Regions from separate parts of the Mus musculus genome. Here region 1 is linked to region 2. The links are chromatin contacts, called in public HiChIP or PLAC-seq maps. All regions are on one chromosome and are shown on one strand. The core of a region is the stretch at or near the end of the contact, and the rest is flanking DNA. Distances in the headings are between cores, read along the strand shown. Region 1 has its middle 37 kb from the start of Cln8. Region 2 holds the start of Cdc16 (CDC16 cell division cycle 16).

Region 1 (3,125 bases), core at 348-2,847, 1.1 Mb after region 2:
CTTGATTTCTGCCTTTTGTTAGCATAACGAGCAAGCACCCTCACTTAAATCTGGTGCCTCTGACTGCTCACTACACACCCCAACCTCAGGACCCCAGGATGAGAGTTCACTGGAAATACAGTGAGTGACATTGTAGACACACGGCCCAAGTGCCTGTAGTAGTCTTAGAACTCCCTGCCTTAGAAACAACTGTCTGGTTTGGGCTAAACATTTTTGTGTGTGTGTTTTCAGAGTCTCACTGTGTGTAGTACAGGCTAGCCTCAATTGTGCAATTGCCCTGCCTCTTTCTTCTGGGTGCTGGGATTACAGACATGCACTGTCACATTCAGCCTTGGTCCAGAACTTTTTGGCAGCAGAGATGGGGTGAAAGGAGAGTGGCGTAGACTGGACTTTGCAGTTGATTGTGAGATAATCAGGAGTGAGCCAGCCTTCCTGTGTTTCTGATGGGCTGGAAGCCAGTCACCCTCCGGAGAGTATGAAGGTCAGATTTCGGCTGCTTTCATCATGTTGTCAGTCATCTTGCTCAGGGTTCTCTGACCACAGCTCCAGGACAGGACGTCCACATGGACAGAAGCTGACAAATAAATAGCTTGTCAGAGAGACTCAGGCTGACACGTCAGCAGGATTGTGCCTGTTGATGACAGGAACTCCCTCAGAGGCTGGAGAGGCGGGGGCAGCAATCCCCTGAGGGGCTGCATCTTGAAGGAAACTGGCTGTCTGGAGCAATAAGAAGACACCTAAGCCCCATGTTCAGCCCACTGGCCTCAGACTTGAAGCCCAGGGCACAGACACACTTCCCCAAGTCACATGCTTTCCTGCACACTCATTGCCCAGACATTTTCTCCTCCAGTCTTGGGCATCTTTCATATTCTTACTGCAAATTTAACGTATCACCACCTTCATGGTTACCGCTATCATTTTTTTTTATATAGTTTTCAAACTGCATTCGCTGGACGTTCTGAAGGAGTTCTTAGTTTCACTCACTCACCATTTATACTTCTAAGTAGGTTTGGATCGAACCTGAGCTTCTAAAGCCAGGAAATGGACTTAAAAGATCAAGACCATGATGGCCTCCAGTTAGCTCTGGCCTCAGCTACCATGGTGAGGAGTGAACTTTGTGCCACATCCTGCTGTGAGTTGAGCACACCACATCAGTGGAAAGCATCCCTGTGCCTCTGCTCCGTGTACCTCCTGTGATCAAGGGGAACAAACTGGAGGCGGTGAACTTCCCAGTCAGGCTAAGAGCCTCTACACAGAGTGGCAGCTGGAAGCTAAGAAGATATCAAGAAGAAGGCACCAGGAGCCCCGAGGCCCAGCCAAGCTGCCGGAACTGATGAATGCAACTGCTAGTAACATGCCCTGAGTCAGGTTCCTGTTTTCTCTTCCATGACGTGGCATTAGTGTTACTGTTCCTACCTCCCTTGAAGGCAGGTGTAATGTGAGGGTTGGTGACACACCCCCTCTGGCATCTGTGAGCTTAGAGGTCTAAGACGAATGTGTATTGTCTTTTGGGATCTGTGCCTCGGTGTGCTGTGCCCCCCCACCCCCATGAAGGAAGCTGGCAGAGATAGACCAGTACAAGGAGGGATGTTTGTTTTGGAGTCCTGTTCTGCCTAGGCAGGAGGTCAAAACAAGAGATACAGAAGGGCACAGAAACAGAACATAATAGCCAGGAACTTCTTTTCCTACTGGCCTTGACTTCAGTTTCTATACTCTTCCATGAACAAGACTCAACACCACCACCAAGAGCCAGGTGATGTTTTGGGTTGTTTTGTTTTGTTTTGTTTTGCCAGCTCAGCCCCTCCTAGATGAACTGGACAGATGTTATCAATATGGTAAAGTGGTCTGAGAACAATCCTGGCCGGGAAACAGAGGAATGCGCATGTGAAGAGCACAGATGGACTCAGACCTGCAGCGCAGTCGCTGCAGAGGTGCGGACTTCATCCCCAGCCCCCTGCTCTGCCATCATTGTCCGACCCGCTGCAGAGATGAGCACACACTCTGAGAAGAAACCTTTCCATTCTCGCCACGCTGAAAAAAAAAAAAAAAAACACCACTGTGTTATGAATTGCTGTCCGAACCCTGGTATTTTTGATCCACTGTTAAAAAAAAAAAAAAATTACCTTGTTTCCGTCTCAACATCTGACAGGTGACTTCTTTTCGAGAGGACGTGTTAGTTACCTACAAAACTACTACTTTTTGAAAGATTTTGTATACACACTAACTAACCAAGGTAACAGCAGTTTACCTCCCGATTTTCTTAGATTTTAGGAGACTCTTAATCATTGGTGCTCTGAATCTGAAAGCCTTGGGCTCCAAGACTTCCCATGTGCGGTACAAGAGAGGCGGTCCTAGAGAAAGGGGTGGTAGGATTCGTGTACGCATTTATCTTCTGAGCAGTGGTCTCCATGGGGGGACTCTGATGCACGTCTATAAGCTCCAGGACAGAAGCCAAGGTTGACTGTGGGACCTTAGGAAGCCACTTGATAATGACCCTAGTTCTCCACCCAACTCCAGCCATCTCAGACACTTAGTCACCTTCAAAGGGCTCCACAAGAATCGTCACCCTCCCTCCATTTTCAATTGGTTTGCTGCATTCAGGAAGGTGTCCCCTAATGAGCAGCGAGAATTGGGCTGCTTATTTCCCAACAATAGTCACTTACCTCTGGCCAAGTACCCTTCCATAGAGACACAACCCTCTGCCCGCCCTCCATACTGTGTGCCAAAACCCAGGCGTGGCCTAAAGACTGAGTTTAATGCCTCCTATAGGGACTCAATGAATGCTAGAGCAGGAGACTATCGATTTAGTTAAAGGTTAAAAGTATATAAATAAATATATACATATATAAATAAATATACATATAAGATAATACCCATGACAAGGATCAACAGAGTGCCAAATATTCAAACTGTACAGAGTTACCCTCACCAGGACTAAACCACTTTATGTAAGTCTCTTTTTCATGCCTTTTCGGGTTCTTTTGATAAACCCTTCTTCCCAGCATGCCGTATCCTATCTGATGTATCTCTCATTGCCAACCGGGTTTCTTCCTTCTCATCAATAATTTGTCAGAATGACGGTCATCATTTTAAGTCATTTTTATTTAAAGATTACTTTTTTAAGT
Region 2 (2,976 bases), core at 453-2,952:
ATAAAGGGATTGCATCATAGCTCAACCTACTCTGATGGATACAACAAGAAACATTCAGGTGTTGTTGACACTGGGCCACAAAGTTTATCCTAGAGAACTGCACAGTTGAGTTACACACAAAACAAACCACATACGAACCTCATAGTGTTTTAAGGAAGTTTATACTATTCCCTTGGGCCACATTTATAGCTCTCCTCTGTCACATGGGACCTACCGCCACAGACTGGAGAACTCTATAAAACATCGCAAAGAACAAGGTGGCTTCCGATGAAGAAAAGCATTTAAAGTATCCTCGTGAGCCAAGCACGTCTCAGAATGAAATATTGTACCTCTCAGCTTGCTTGTAGAAGAGGAGATATATTTGTAATTACACACACAGACAAAGTACAGAAAGGATGCAGAGGAGGATATGCTAGGTAGGATATGTTAGGTAGGATATGCTAGGTAGGATATGTTGTAGTCGCTACATCTGGGAAGACAAAGGAAAAGAGGAACTCCATAGTGTTGTTGTAGGCTTTACAGAGAGATCATGGGAAACTCAAGACAATTCAGGAAAATTCACTGCAGACAGGAGAGGCAGATGGGGCTCCTTAATATTCTGCAAGCATACACTTGTGCTTCGTACTGTCGTAAAGAAACCTGCAATGCATTCTGCAAATAGCTCAACACATACACACTGCTAATCGTTTGTTTGTCCCAAGTGTCTCTCCAGGAACAATGAAGGTCTCGGCAGCCTGGGACGGTGCAAACCCAGCTGCACAGAGCAATAACAGGAAGAAGTGCAGGAGACATACGGAGACACAAACCAGTATAATCTCAGGAGTAAGGCTGACCCTTGACCAGAGGCAGTATTAAACTTTGGAATAATTGCCTTTGTTTGCTCTTTATAAGGTTTTCTTGGCTGGAGATGAGATAAAAAGACGGGGTGTTAGAATGTTAATCCGCTTCTTTCTCAGATAACTAGCTCTCTGAATAACATCTGACTTAAAGATTAAATTCCTGTCTTTGATGTTTACCATCTGTGGTGACAGCACAAATTTCCTTTATAAAACAATTCTATTCGTAAAATGAATGAAAACAGCCGTAAATATGGTCAACTATGCCTTACCACACACCCGCTTCAAGTCAATAAGTACGGTTGGATCACTACCTACAAATGGAGAAGACAGGAAAAGTGTGTGTGTCCTTAAAATATTACCCTGTCATACATATGTGTCATTCACAGAAAAGGATGCAGCCAACTGCTCACAGGGGTGAGAGCAGAACATTTGAGTGGTACCAGTCTCTATACTTTCAAAAGGCTGCACAGTGCACAGAATGGAATTTTAAGAACACAAAATACCCTGTGTGGTGATGGACCTCTTTATTTCCAGCACCCAAGGAGGTGTGTTTGTGTGTGTGTGTGTGTGTGTGTGTGTGTGTGTGTGTGTAGGAGTCTGAAAGTAAGAGGCCAGTCTGGTACCCAGGGACAGCTCTGGACCACCCAGGACTGTAGAGAGAAAAATTCGATCTTAAAAATATCCGGTAGGGAGAAGGGTAGCTATAGAAGCGTCTCTTCCACTCCCGGAAGGCACGGAGTCCCGCTAGATCCCTTTTCCCTCCCGGACAAAGGCGAACAGGTTAGGACTAGGAGCTGGCGCCCAAGATCGCCACGGAACCATTAGAGTGGGCACACACCCGACGGGGGGAACGCTTTTGCACGGGACTTCCGGGGTAGGGCCTGTCGGAGCGGAAGTGCCGTGTGGCGCGCGGGGTCTGGTCCGGGCGGTGGTCGGCGGGCTTGGGTCCCTCGACACCCCGGGGGCGCGCGGAGGCTCGAGAGGGCGTCGGGTGCCTGCCCTGGCCTCGCGGCCATGAACCTGGAGCCGCTGCGCAAACGCGTCCGGCAGTACCTGGACCAGGTGCGCGGCGGGGGGCCGGACGCTGGGCTTCGGGGCGGTGGGGCCCGGCGGGGAGCGCGGCCCCGATGGCTCCGATCCTGCGTGGACTGCGGGAGCAGGGCTGGGCTGGGCTGGGACGGCTGCACTGGGACCTTGGAATCTGGCCGGACCGTAGGACATTTGGGAGGATTTAGTTGTGTTTCTTATTGGACAGAATACTTGGGAAGACAAGCTAGCTGTCTCCAGTTAGGACTGGAAACAATACCCCGTGCTGGATCTTCAGCCTCCGCGCTGCTCTCGAGTGGACAAGCCGGGACTATTCGAGGGAAGGGGTGTCTCTGGGGTCCACGTCATTGTCATGTCATTTGGTTTTTTGCTAAAATGCTTGCTCTCCCGATAAATGGGAAACGGAAGAGATGCTAAGTGAATGAGCCAGAGGTTTGCACTTCGCTGGAAGGCTGCGTGCTAAGGGGCAGTCGGTTTGTGATTATTTTCTTTGGCACTGAGATGTAGAGAGGACAATGTGGGCCTCTTTTTTCACTCTGGGGGCATCTGTTCAGAGCAGATTCTCGGGTCCATAAGACTTTCTCCTGGCTACTCATTGGGCTACCCTGTTCTGACTATATCCTGAGGAACTGAGGCAGAGGCAGTAAGAGCTAGGGATCAGCACTAACCAGGACAGATTCCTGAGTGTCTTTCCGCTGTCAGATTAAGTGTTGTTAGAGTTGACTACAGGGGGCGACATTGCCCATGACCAGTGACTGTTAAGGGTTATGGGTTTAATTGTGAAATATTTGAATCTAGTGCTCTGCTAGATGCTACTTTAGGATTCATTTGAGCTTGTGGGAAGTGTTATTACATAAATGTCAGTATCAGAAGTTCTAGATGACTGCATTTCAATCGCTTATGCACTGTTTTAGATACTAGCTGATACATTTTTGGTAGTGTATGAGTTAAACTGCTATCTTGAATTGTATATATGAAGTTCTTACGGTAATGACGACCTAAAACTCACACTAGCTGAGCTGTAAAATACAGGTGATTGGTGGGCCCCGTGCTACATCTAAGAACGTGTTGTAGTGAGTGGTGGATTTGG

Evidence for each region. HiChIP or PLAC-seq counts read pairs in DNA pulled down with a chosen protein or histone mark.
Region 1: an H3K4me3 HiChIP or PLAC-seq map of bone marrow-derived macrophages shows a contact between it and region 2, with 7 times the contacts expected there. The contact joins the enhancer-like site here to the promoter of Cdc16 in region 2. A contact is called at or near these places in 7 of 39 promoter capture datasets (the 3T3-L1 cell line, the C10 cell line, cranial neural crest and 3 more), 3 of 15 datasets of contacts at CTCF or cohesin (embryonic stem cells, large pre-B cells and pro-B cells), 8 of 484 Hi-C or Micro-C datasets (B cells, the G1E-ER4 cell line, the HPC-7 cell line and 5 more), 7 of 115 datasets of contacts at active chromatin or transcription factors (the NIH/3T3 cell line, T-cell acute lymphoblastic leukemia, bone marrow-derived macrophages and 4 more) and 1 of 9 other capture datasets (embryonic stem cells).

What each region holds. Positions count from the first base shown.
Region 1 is chr8:14,850,129-14,853,253 of GRCm38.p6, forward strand. It overlaps a transcript of Dlgap2 not described here. Among named protein-coding and RNA genes, the nearest start is that of Cln8, 37 kb to the right of the region's middle. Within about 2 kb of position 1,598, at least 26 of the 459 cell types and tissues checked have an H3K27ac peak or open chromatin away from gene starts, as enhancers often do. A contact at or near this core is called in T-cell acute lymphoblastic leukemia, bone marrow-derived macrophages and liver, where this site is marked.
Region 2 is chr8:13,755,954-13,758,929 of GRCm38.p6, forward strand. Cdc16 (CDC16 cell division cycle 16) reads left to right here and starts at 1,703. Exons shown (of 18, transcript NM_027276.3): 1 at 1,703-1,901. The coding sequence starts at 1,854. The region is part of intron 1 of Gm46032 (a long non-coding RNA gene); the gene reads right to left.